Linked DNA regions of Zea mays: region 1 is linked to region 2. The links are chromatin contacts, called in public Hi-C maps. All regions are on one chromosome and are shown on one strand. Each heading gives the region's core, a stretch centred on a gene start, on an enhancer-like site or on the middle of the called end of the contact. The rest is flanking DNA. Distances are from core to core; before and after follow the strand shown.

What was found. Hi-C and Micro-C count contacts between places; a contact is called where the count stands out from the background.
Region 1: a contact with region 2 is called in a Hi-C map of leaf, with 7 times the contacts expected there. The contact joins the promoter of LOC103632765 here to the promoter of LOC100381983 in region 2. A contact is called at or near these places in 3 of 25 Hi-C or Micro-C datasets (ear, leaf and tassel).

Annotation. Positions count from the first base shown.
Region 1 is chr7:121,023,419-121,029,239 of Zm-B73-REFERENCE-NAM-5.0, forward strand. It overlaps LOC103632765 (F-box/LRR-repeat protein 3-like), which reads left to right and starts at 1,732. Exons shown (of 3, transcript XM_008654497.3): 1 at 1,732-2,213; 2 at 2,732-2,842; 3 at 2,955-3,075. The coding sequence starts at 2,001. The coding sequence ends at 3,008. It overlaps LOC103632764 (probable GMP synthase [glutamine-hydrolyzing]), which reads right to left and starts at 883. Exons shown (of 5, transcript XM_008654495.3): 1 at 1-883. It overlaps LOC100272678, which reads right to left. Exons shown (of 5, transcript NM_001147135.2): 4 at 4,924-5,233; 5 at 4,368-4,606. The coding sequence ends at 4,585.
Region 2 is chr7:120,815,506-120,821,313 of Zm-B73-REFERENCE-NAM-5.0, forward strand. LOC100381983 (putative RING zinc finger domain superfamily protein) reads left to right here and starts at 1,280. Exons shown (of 3, transcript NM_001174753.1): 1 at 1,280-1,595; 2 at 1,698-2,286; 3 at 4,479-4,827. The coding sequence starts at 1,307. The coding sequence ends at 4,557.

The DNA.
Region 1 (5,821 bases), core at 482-2,981, 210 kb after region 2:
TAACGGTCGCTTTTCTTTGCCGAGTGCTCCCTGACATTCGGCAAAGATATTTGCCGAGTGTCCGAGAAAAAGTACTCGGCAAAGAAGTCTTTGCCGATGCACTGTTTGCCGAGCCTTCTTTGTCGAGCGTTACACTCGGGAAAACCTTTGCCGAGTGTTTTTCAGGCTTCGCCGAGTGCTTCAGGCACTCGGCGAAGCTATTGATTCCGGTAGTGCTTACCGGAAATGCCATAAAACGCATGATTTGTTTTGACCACCTACGTACCAGTGTTAGGGGTAACCCATGGGCACTTCACCGGCCTCGCCGACGTCGCGATGGATTCTCCGTTCCACATGCCCACCACCGGCGGCACCACCACCACCTGAGCAGTGGCTGCACCACCGCCTGGCACGATGACGCTGCCAGCAGGCTTCCTGGACGCCGCCGGCCGCGCGGAGGGAGGACCGGCAGAGGCAGCCGCCCTCCGCCGTGGAGGCCCCGCGGGGCGGCGACCGATCCTGCCCGTGGACGCCCGGCTGCAGAACGACTCGGTGGACGCCTCCGACGCGCACGAGACGCTGAGCGAAGACGACACTGCTGCTGCGCCATGGCGCAGCAGCGTGGACGCCGCCGCGGCGCCCCTTGTCGGGGACGGGGCCAACGACAACGTCGGTAGCAGCCTCCTCCTGGCCTTGTCGGCCGCCGCCGCGGGGGCGTTGTCCTCGCGCTGGGGTAGGAGGCTCCAGCTTGTCCCTGCCCAGCCTCCGGGCGGCGCCGGGCACGCGGGGAGCCGCCGCCGCCGGCATGGAGCGAGCGAGGTAGCCTACACCTAGCCGCGCTAGCGAGGCGAGGCGTCCGGCCTAAAGTGAGCTTGTGACGATGTCGTGAGCGAAAGCGATAGGCGATCGGATTCGGATGGGCGGGAGCAGGTGATGAGCCTGCCGGTTAAGTAGCGCGCGGTAGCGGCCGCATGCAGCGTGTTGTACTAGGAGGCTAGCAGCTAGCTAGCAGGTGGCGCCCGCGGCTGCCTGTCTTTTGTATTGGTATACGTGCCGTGCGTACGCGCGCCGCGGTGGGCGGGAAAGGAGAGGTGATGCGGACGCGCGCGGTAGGTGCCACGTCTATAGTGCTATACAAACCTCTGGTGCAGCTAATCATGCGGAGCGCCGGACCGCGCGCGATTAGCTCGTCAGGTCATCAGCAAACGCTGCAAGCATGGATCCCTGATCGATGAGATGCATGGTGCCCCGTGCATATGCATATGTTGTTGTTTCCTGACCCGGTCGGCCGGCCGGACTATATATATCTGTCACATGGGATTTAAGATCAAATTCAGACACGTCTTAAATATGTGTTATGATTAAATCTCACACATATAATAATTCATAGTACAGAAATCAATGCAACAACTTTATTATATAATAAAATTCCGTGCAAAAATAGCTAAGTAAATATATCATATGACGACAATGATCGTATGTAGTTGACTAGTAGACGACAGTCTTAGCGGTACATGTTCTTGTCCTGCTATGATTATAGCAATAGTAAGCTCACATACGTTCAGCGCTCAGCAAGTGTAGTGAATAATGTAAGGTTTATTGCTTTTAAATAATTGATCAAAATTTTATTAGCAATTATTAAGTATAAGTATATACAATCTTAATTAAATAATTAATCAAAATATTGAATAGATTGTACAATGGAATGCAAATAACATATTAAATTTAATCGACATCCGTGTCCCGTCGCGCGCCGCGTGGGAAGTGGGAACTCCGCCGAGAGGCGCTCCCGCGGGCGCTGCTCGCCTTCCCCGCGTTGTCCACGCTCGACCTCTCCGCGTGTGCGGGCCTCGACGACACCTCCCTCGCTGCAGCGCTGCCTGAGGAGTCGTCGCTGCTCGTCCGCCAGGTGTGCCTCGCGTGGGTCAGCGGCGTCAGCTGGTGCGGCCTAGAGGCACTCGTAGCGCGCATGCCGAGGCTCCGTCGACCTCTCGCACTGCGTCACAGTCGGCGACAGGGAGATGACCACCCTCATCGCGGCCACCAAGCTCAGGGAGATCGTCATGGACAAGTGCCTCGGCATCACCTATGTCAGGCTCACCAAGGTCTTCGTCGGATGCCCTGGGCTCCAGAGGCTCAACCTCAAGTGGCGGCACGAGATCTTCGACATCGGCGTCGACATGCTCGCCAAGAAGTGCCCCCAACTGCGTAGCCTCGACATCTCCTGCCTCAAGGTAGGGTGGCGCATCAATCTCAATTTTAGTTAGTAGCATCAGTAGGGCTGAGGGAGGTAAACTGAGATTGCCCTCATTGAATCAAATGATACTTTGTGCGTCTAAATTCAATAATCCACTAATTAAAAGGACTGAGGTGTTTTGTTTGTACAGGAAAACACAGTTTTAAATATAATGATTTACTTAAAACCGTGATATTTTTTGAGTTCTCAAAACCTCAGTTTTATTCTCTTATCTCTACATGTACTTTGTTTTTTTAATGTAACTAAACAGATCTCGATTTTAAACAATACTATGATTTTACTGTGGTAAAATAATACCGTGGTATTTATGTCATTTAGGGCTAGTTTGGTAACCACATTATCCCAAGTGATTTTCATTTTTCTAAGGGAAATTAGTTCATTTTCCCTTGGGAAAATAAGAATCCCTTAGGAAAATTGAGCTCCCAAACTAGCTCTTATAGTTATAAACTATGGTATCTTAAAACAACAGTATTTCAAGAGTGTATTTCCAAACAGACCCTTCATTTGCTGTTGCACGAAGAAACCACGGATCTGCTGCAGACGCCATCGCTGGACTCGCAGCCCAAGGCGGGGGACGCAACACAGCCTGCTGCTGCTGCCAAGAAGGTAAGAGATAAAAGCAGAAGTGCTCATGTCTTCTCGTCTTGTCCATGTTCATGGTTTTGTCGAGATAATCTATTCGTGTCGCTTGTTTGTGTTGTTCATTTATTTAAACCAGCAAGGTGTCGCGACGAGCCAGCCGTTGAGCGTGGTACGGATCTATGTAGTATAGTTTGGGAATTTTTGTATCTTGCTTCTGAAATTTCAAACAAGTTTACAAAAGCGCCAAGTTAATCGAACTCTCTGTTGATCACAGCTATAGAAAATATTAAATTTGTATAATATTTTAATATTTGTTCGACATCAGTTTATTCTATTTAAGTCGATGTATTTATTACAAAACTCGAAACTCGCCCTGTCCTGCCCTGGTGTGATCAATCTAGGAGCGGGGGGTGATTTGATAGCATCGTGGTTTTATTTTGATGGAACATTCGAAAGGAAGACGATCAAAGGACTTTCCAAAATGCATCTTCGCGACCTCTGCAGCTTGCTCTTCTGCATCAGGAAACCATCGATTTATTGAAGCCTACCTTGAGTCAAAATGTGTGGCAGTGTGGGGGACACACCTGACAAAGAAAGACCACCAGACCACGGTATATACCCAATATTCGCACTTCCATCGTCCTTAAATTGTATACGAGATCTAGAATACACTTCCTCTGTTCTAAATTATAGGACGTTTTGTCTTGTCTAGATACTCCCTCCGTTTCGTTTTAGTTGTCGCTGGATAGTACAAAATTAAACTATTCAGCGACAACTAAAAAGAAACGGAGGGAGTATATAGTAAAAGTTATTTATACCTGAAAAAATATACTAGCGCAGTATAATTTGGAACGGATGGAGCAGAACCATCCGGGTTCCAGTACACTAATTTCCGTGCAATTTCTGCAGTCCAAACCAGAGGGCGCGAGTGTGACTGATATGGTTTGACAAAATTGCACGCGGCAAACGTTGCTTCAAGCTTGGAACAGTACAGGTCAAAGCAACTACTGCTCGTCTTGTATGAGCAGAATCAATTAGGCTAACTTTTCCCATCAGCAGAATCAATTAGTTTAACCCTGTGCGTGTGAGTTTAATAATGGGGAATCTACACACTATCATGTCATACCCTAGTAGCCGTACAGATGCCATGGATTTTGTATGAAATTTCCAGGCGAACGGTTGGTGGTCGCACTGGAGGCCAAAGTGACGTCTTCATTATTCTCAATTCATTTGGCCGCACCAAACGTCGGGCGTTTTTCTTCTGTCCATACTCCGCACAATAGCATAGCCTAGTACTTTTGTTAGCCTCATATATTATTCTCAAGCGTGACAGAAACATCCCTACAGAAGGTGTAGAGCTGATACCAAAGGTTCCCTAATCTGCTCATGGATTCAAACTTGCATCGCTAGCATATGGCCCTTTTTTAGCTGTTGATTGATGCAAACTCAGGGTCCTGACCGTATGAACTAGAAGAACGTTGACGACTTTCAATTTCAAGTTGGTGTGCGATACCGATACGCAAGCGAGGAAGAACGAAAACCGACCATGTGTACAAGTAAAATGTCTCAACACAGGCAGCCTGGTACACTAGTATGTTTCAAGCGCTCCACAAGTTAAGTACACGCAACCAGTATTTTGGAAGATGTCACACATTCGGTTAAATCAGTTCACTTTGCGGCTGAAATGGCATCGCTAGAGCCGTCTCCACTCTCCACGAGTGCAAGCATGATAGACCAACGCATCCTGCTGAAGAACGACGGACTCTTCATAGCATTCTGAAATGGCACCTGCAAGGACCAGAAACCAACTTGGAGTTAACAAAGCCATCAGCCAGGGAACAATGATCATGTAGCTTGTTCAGGAGTAAACAAAAGAACTTGCCAGCCCCCGATTATTGCTTTAATTCCAGGTGCTGAGACATTAGCATCAAATGGTGAAATGACTAACTGGAAGACCTACCATGGCAATAAAATAAACACAGCCACAGCTAGATGACACACATCCATAAAAGTTCTTAAAAAGGGTTGTTCAGCTATGAAATTTTGTATTGACTAGAAAGGTAATAAAAGGATTGACGCTCACTACCCAGTATAGTAGAGCTTACCCCAGAAGTCCTCTTCCATGCCACTTCCTTGGTGTAATTGTTAAATTCACCGCTGATCCCTGGCGAATGATGACTAAAGATACTTGACTGTCCTCATTGGAAAGAGCTTCAGACATGAGCCTTTCCTGCAACTGATCACCAGCTTCCACATTCCCAAACTTTACAATCTCATCTCCAAGTTGCAAACCATCCACAGAAGCAGGAGAACCATCAGCGATTTCATCAATCATGGCAAAAGGAAGTCCAGTCACATGGTCCTCTTCCATAGGTTCACTTTGAGATGATCCAAAGTGTGAAGGATCTGTTGTATCTGCATGCAATCAAATATCATAAAGATCAGCGACTTAACCACATTTAGTTCAACACATATCTGGGCCTTCTTAGGTTAACTAAATGCATCGAGTATAACATATATTTTCGCATGAACAGAGCTTTACCATGATAAGAACATGGCTATTGCAAATACTAATATTTAAGATCATTGTTAACACTTGTTTTTTTATAAATATTGTCATAACTTCATCATTCTATATCTCTGGCCTTACTCCTTCAAAACCATACTCATATTGTTAATACTTTTTATTGACGATGCCACAAGTAGCAGAATTATTAAGCATAATAAATTAGAATAGTATAGGTTTTAACCAGGCTACAGTGACATTCACTAAAAAAACTCTCATAATTGAGTAGAGGTAAGATACTCCCTCCCATCATGAAACTTGTTGTTTTGAACTTTCATTGTCTCCAAGACACAAATTTTGTGCATCTGTGCAGAACTATAAAATCAATAGCATAGAAGGGCAGATCTAAGGCAGTGGTGAGAGTTGTCTCACCGAATCACCAGGTCCCGGTTCGAAATAGCCTCCCCGCATTTGTGGTGGAAAGGCTTGCCTCGGTT
Region 2 (5,808 bases), core at 30-2,529:
TACGTGAGTTCTGATCCTGACACGTACATGGTTCGCATTCGGGTTGCCTTCTGAAAGCGGGTGTGACATATTTATGTCATTATCAACTATTTTGTAAGACATTCTCATTATGTAATAAAGATTATGACATTATTCTCTATACATTGAGTCATTGTATGTGTGGATCTTGTTTCTGGCACATATATGAGATGCGTATAGATTTACCCTTAAATCCGGGTGTGACCCAAACATTGTGTATTTAGCACCTATTTTGAGTTTAAGTCAGGTTTTAGGTCCTTTGTTGGACTCAGGAAGGTGTTTGGCTTCTAGTGGCTAATTTTTAGTCCCTCCATTTTATTTCATTTTAGTCCCTAAATTGCCTAATAAGAAAACTAAAACTCTATTTTATTTTCCATATTTAGCAATTTAAGGACTAAAATGGAATAAAATTGTGATATCCTGACCCATTGCTTAATAGAATTAATAGTGTACTCATACACACAAGGTGCATCTTTTTTCGGAAGCCTGTTTTGAAAGAACCTCTAGGTTAAGCGTGTTTGGCCTAAATAAATTTTGGGATGGGTGACCAACCGGAAAGTCTTCTCGGATTTGCACAAGTGAGAACAAAGTGTGCACAAATGACTCGTGTTGATCTGTGGGGATGATCTATGATCCTTGAGGGCTGCCGGGATTAAGTACCGCCGGTCGAAGAGTGGACAGAGTGTTACAAATGATATCAGAGCTGACCCTCGCGGTTTCACGCACGTGTGTAGGCTAAGGGTTCTGGTATATAACGCATGACTTATATGGGTTCGAAGTGGTCACATGGAATGTCATATGACGACACTAGACATAGACGTGATAGGGGAGGTTTCTGGTTCGGGGTTGACCGACGAAGACGTCGATCTTCTAAGGGGGTGGATTGTGATATCCTGTCCCATAGCTTAATAGGATTGATAAAATACTCATACCAATAAGGTTCATCTCGCTTTTCGAAAGACTGTCTCGAAAGAACCTCGGGGTTAAGCGTATGTGATCCAGAGCAATTTTAGAATGGGTGACCAACTGGTAAATCTTTTCGGGTGCATATGAGTGAGAATAAAATGCACACAAAAGACTTGTATTGGTCTATAAAGATAGTTTATGTTTCTAAAAGGGTAATAAAAATAAATATCGCCCCCTCGGTCTCGGAAGCGCAGCAGGCTGCTGGGCCAAATGTCAAACAACATGCTGCTGGGCCAAATGGCAAACACACCCTAAAAGACCGCGGGTGGCTGATCAACGGTTTCCAGTAGCAGCAGCACAACTGCACGACCCCTCGCCGGCCATGGAGGCCTCCGCCACCGGCGCCGCGGATCCGCACTTCCCGATTTACATCTCCTCGGACGAGGAAGACGGGCACGCCTATTTCATCGAGTCCTATAGCCCCGAGGAGGTCCAGATTCAGCAGACCATTCTTCTCTCCCTGTATACCTCTCGCGCCCAGACGGCCGCCGCCTGCTCCGCTTCCTCCTCTTACCCTACTGGTGCCTCCTCCACCCCTAAGGCCGGTACCTCCTCCACCCCTAAGGAAACTCCTATCGATCACAAAAGAAAGCGCAAGCTTAAACTAGAAGGTACGTGTCACATTTCGAATTGAGCATTGAAATCTCAATACCTAGATGCTTACGATTCACTTGGATCTCGCCTAATTTCTCTGATCTGACGCAATGTGGCAGACGACACGAACGACTCCAAAATGAAGCGGTCCACGCGCAACCGCTTCAACTGCGCCATCTGCTTCGAGATGGTTCTGGCTGCGGAGAAGTTTGTTGTGAGTCACTGCCCTCACGCGTTCTGCAACAGTTGCATCGGAAGGTATGTCGCCGGCAAGGTAGCCGACAACGTAGCCGTGATCGGGTGCCCTGACCCCGCGTGTGAGACGGGGTTTATTGAGATGGATCTGTGTCGGGATATCATCCCGCCTGAACTATTTGACCGGTGGAGTGTCGTGCTGTGCGAGGAGCTACTGGGTGATGATAAGTTCTACTGTCCGTTCAAGGATTGCTCGGCACTGTTACTAAATGATGATTCGGCGAAGATCAGGGAAACAGAGTGTCCCCACTGTCACAGGCTGTTCTGTGCTCGCTGCCATGTGCCATGGCACGATGGGATCGAGTGCAAGGAATTTAGGAAGCTTGGGGATGACGAGAAGGGGGAGAATGATTTGATGCTTAAGAAACTTGCTGACAAGGAGAAATGGCAGAGGTGCCCCAAGTGCAGGATGTATGTTTCGCGAAAATCTGGGTGCTTGTTAATAAATTGCAGGTAATTTTCCTATCTTATCATTTCTTTGTTCCAATCCGTATTCTTCTCGAAGACTGCAGTAATGTATAAAATTAGGACAAAAAAGCTGAATATGGTGTGGAGTGTGCTGAGTGGTTTGTACAAAGTTGGCAAAAGTTAGTTGTTTATGGACACAGAAGGAGACGAGAAAGTCTAATTGATGTTCATGATAAGAAAGGAATAAAAATTCTTATGGAATACAATCTCCCCTTCACTCTAGAAGTCTAGGCATGTCAAATTTATCTTCCCCATTACATTTCCCATATACATCAAATTATGTTGGTGATGCATAATGCCCGGTGCTTGAGAACAAGGTTTTAAAGTCGACTCTAGTCGCCTGAGCACCGATAAGGTGACTAATCGTGATAAGTTGTAAATTTTCTCGATTAGTCGAGCTTAGTCGACTCCTATAGTCGTCCACCTATATCAGAACCATATATATATATATATATATATATATATATATATATATATATATATATATATATATATATATATATATATATATATATATATATATATATATATATATATATATATATATATATATATATATATATATATATATATATATATATATATATATATATATATATATATATATATATATATATATATATATATATATATATATATATATATATAGCTGTAGCAACACCATAGGTTCAAAATTCAAATGCAAGTCATAAGATTAAATGCAGGACAAGAGGACACTACATTGCAAATACCATTTTAGTATAAAGACAGGATAGCATTAAAACAATACTATTGCAGATCTATTGACAATATAACTGTAGCAGCATATTTTCACTAAAATTCACAAGAATGGCCGCGACTGCAAAAGGGCTCCACGCGCTGGAGGCTGCAGCAAAGGTGCCACACACTTGAGGTTCGAGCAGAGGACCTCTGCAGCAGCCATGTGATGGAGGGGGCAGCCACGTGATGGAGCAACGGACGCACAGCAGGGGCGGAGGGAGAGGAGGGTGACAGCGCTAGAGAATGGGGCAATGGAGCAAGGGCGGTGGCGCTAAGCAGGGCGCACGCCGCGTACAGGTGGCGGCGGCCACAGTGTTGCGTATCTAGGACTCGAGGTAGGGCAAAACAGTGTATTTAGACCTTTAGAGATGGTGGGACGGTCCATAGAAAAGAGACCGAATATTAGCCCAAAACGAACAAAATTAGTCGGTCATAACACTAGTCGAACGACTAATCACGATTTGTCAGCGACTAGGACGACTAATCGCTTCCTAGTCGCCCTAGTCGAGTCAAAGACCCTGATCGAGCTTGCTCCAGCGATAAGGCCGCCTAATCGCGACTAATTGCGATTAGTCGGACGACTTTAAAACCTTGCTTGAGAAGGAGGCCATAGTGGAGCAAGCTGAACATGCTACTATGCTTACTATCTATGAGTTCTACACTAGTGAATAGTGATTTATATTGCTACTGATTGCTTCAGCATTTAGTGGTACCAATGATACAGCTACCAGCTGATTTGATTGCTGAACCTTTCCACAAAAGTATATCTTGCCTTTACTTTTAGTGGCTATTAACCATCACTTCAATCTCAATGAATGACATTGAAGAATGATTTAAACTGTCTTCTTATTTTGTCTTGGGTGTAATATGTAAAACAATCATGTACTCCTTTAGTATGCTGAAAATGAGGGAAGCTAAATGATGATATGATAGGAAATATATATATTTATAGTTTCTATCTACATTCTACATTGTGCAGCAAGAATAGTTTATTTATTAGTCGTATATGTACCAAAGGTAATATTCAACAGGTTCCCATTTTTTGCGTTCAAAGAAAAACCTCCTTGTCCATCTCCTCTTGGGCTGTGAACAAGTTCCTCAAGTGAAACTAGGTTTTATTTCAAACTAGTTTCCAAGTGCTAGTAGTTTCCATGCAGTGAGGACCTGGGTTGGGTGAAGTGTTGCATTCTATCAAGTTCTAGCTTGGGTTTTTGTTGTTCTGCTTGGTTTCATTTGATCTTTTTGGTTACTTCTGAATTCTGATTCGCTCTTGTGTTTAGTTTTGTATCTAGTAGCCTATGTTATCCCAGCAATTTTAAATATCAATTTTACTGATTCTATAAGCACAAAAGCCATGTATTGAACTTTGGTTGTTGATATTCATCTGACTAACAAAAATTTTTGTTCTGTTTTTGAAGGTGCAAACAGTACTTCTGTTACCATTGTGCTGCACCAATGGATAGGGAAACTCACTATTGTGAGAATTGCAAGCACTAGAGAAGTAGATTAAGGTCTTTTTAGATAATGAGTAGGTAAAGCTCTTAGTTAACAATGCAGGCTCCGTGCGCAGTCGTAGGTGATACCTAAGTAGAATTTTATCCCCTTTTAGTGGAAGTAAGTTCCACCTTTCTGCCATCGTGATATTGTTGAGCTATAGAGTTGATGTGCTGAAGTTATCCTTAAAGCATCCTGCATTCCTGCATCATGAACTCCCTCCGTCTTGTAATATAATGCTTTACAAAATATTTTAAGATAACTTGAGAGAATATCCAAATGACGCATATACCCATGGATTAGACCTAGTTAAGAAATTTCTCCTTAAATTATGGTTTCCTTTTTTTAACAAACTTAGTCAAATCTGAGCATCCACATAGAATACCTTCTGTTTGAGTACAAAATTTTGAAGTCATAATCCATTATATTCCATGACAGGGGGGTATTTGATTAATTTGCTGGTGTTTTTAGGTATGTTCTGATATATGGTTCTTCTAATTCTATGGTTAGCTTCAATTCAGTATATAACAGAAAAGGCAAGAAAAACATTTTAACTGTGATTACGTGATGTGAACCATATCTTTGTTAGATTGATTTCAATCAACTAGATAATATGACAGTTTTTGTCAATTTTAACATGTTAGCAGTCTTCAGGTGATATGGACTTCGTGACTTTCATGTGAAATGAAGTGCTCCTTGCTATCATGCAAAACAACAGAGCTCTTCTCGCTTGACAGACCTGATTTTGCACGGTTCTTAGGCCTGCTGCTTCTCTTAGGCTCCTGCCACGTCAGCTCTGGACCCCACTCATGTCTCTATCGTTCCCGTGCACAGGCTGCAACAGTCTATAGCTATATCAGCTTTTTCTATTTCAGAATTAAGTAATTCAAGCACGTTATTTTAACGCTCAAAAATCGTACAACATAATCTTTTACTGAATTAAAAACTCAAAGTGCATAATAATTTATAATAATTAAAATGAAAAGTACATGACAATTTATAGAGAGATTGGGGACAAAATTTGTGATTTTTGCAATTTTCTGGACTACAAACAATAAAAACGGCTAATTGCAACGTCCAGTACACATGGACTAGCGTGTCACCTGCATCTCGCCTCCCTCTCGTCCTCCTCTCGCTTGAATACGCGCTCCAGCGTGTTGCCCGCTCTCGTCGGGCGCTAGGGGCGTCGCCCAGGGACACGCTCTCACCCACTCACCCACGGTCGGGTGACATGAGGCTCATCTCACCCCCACT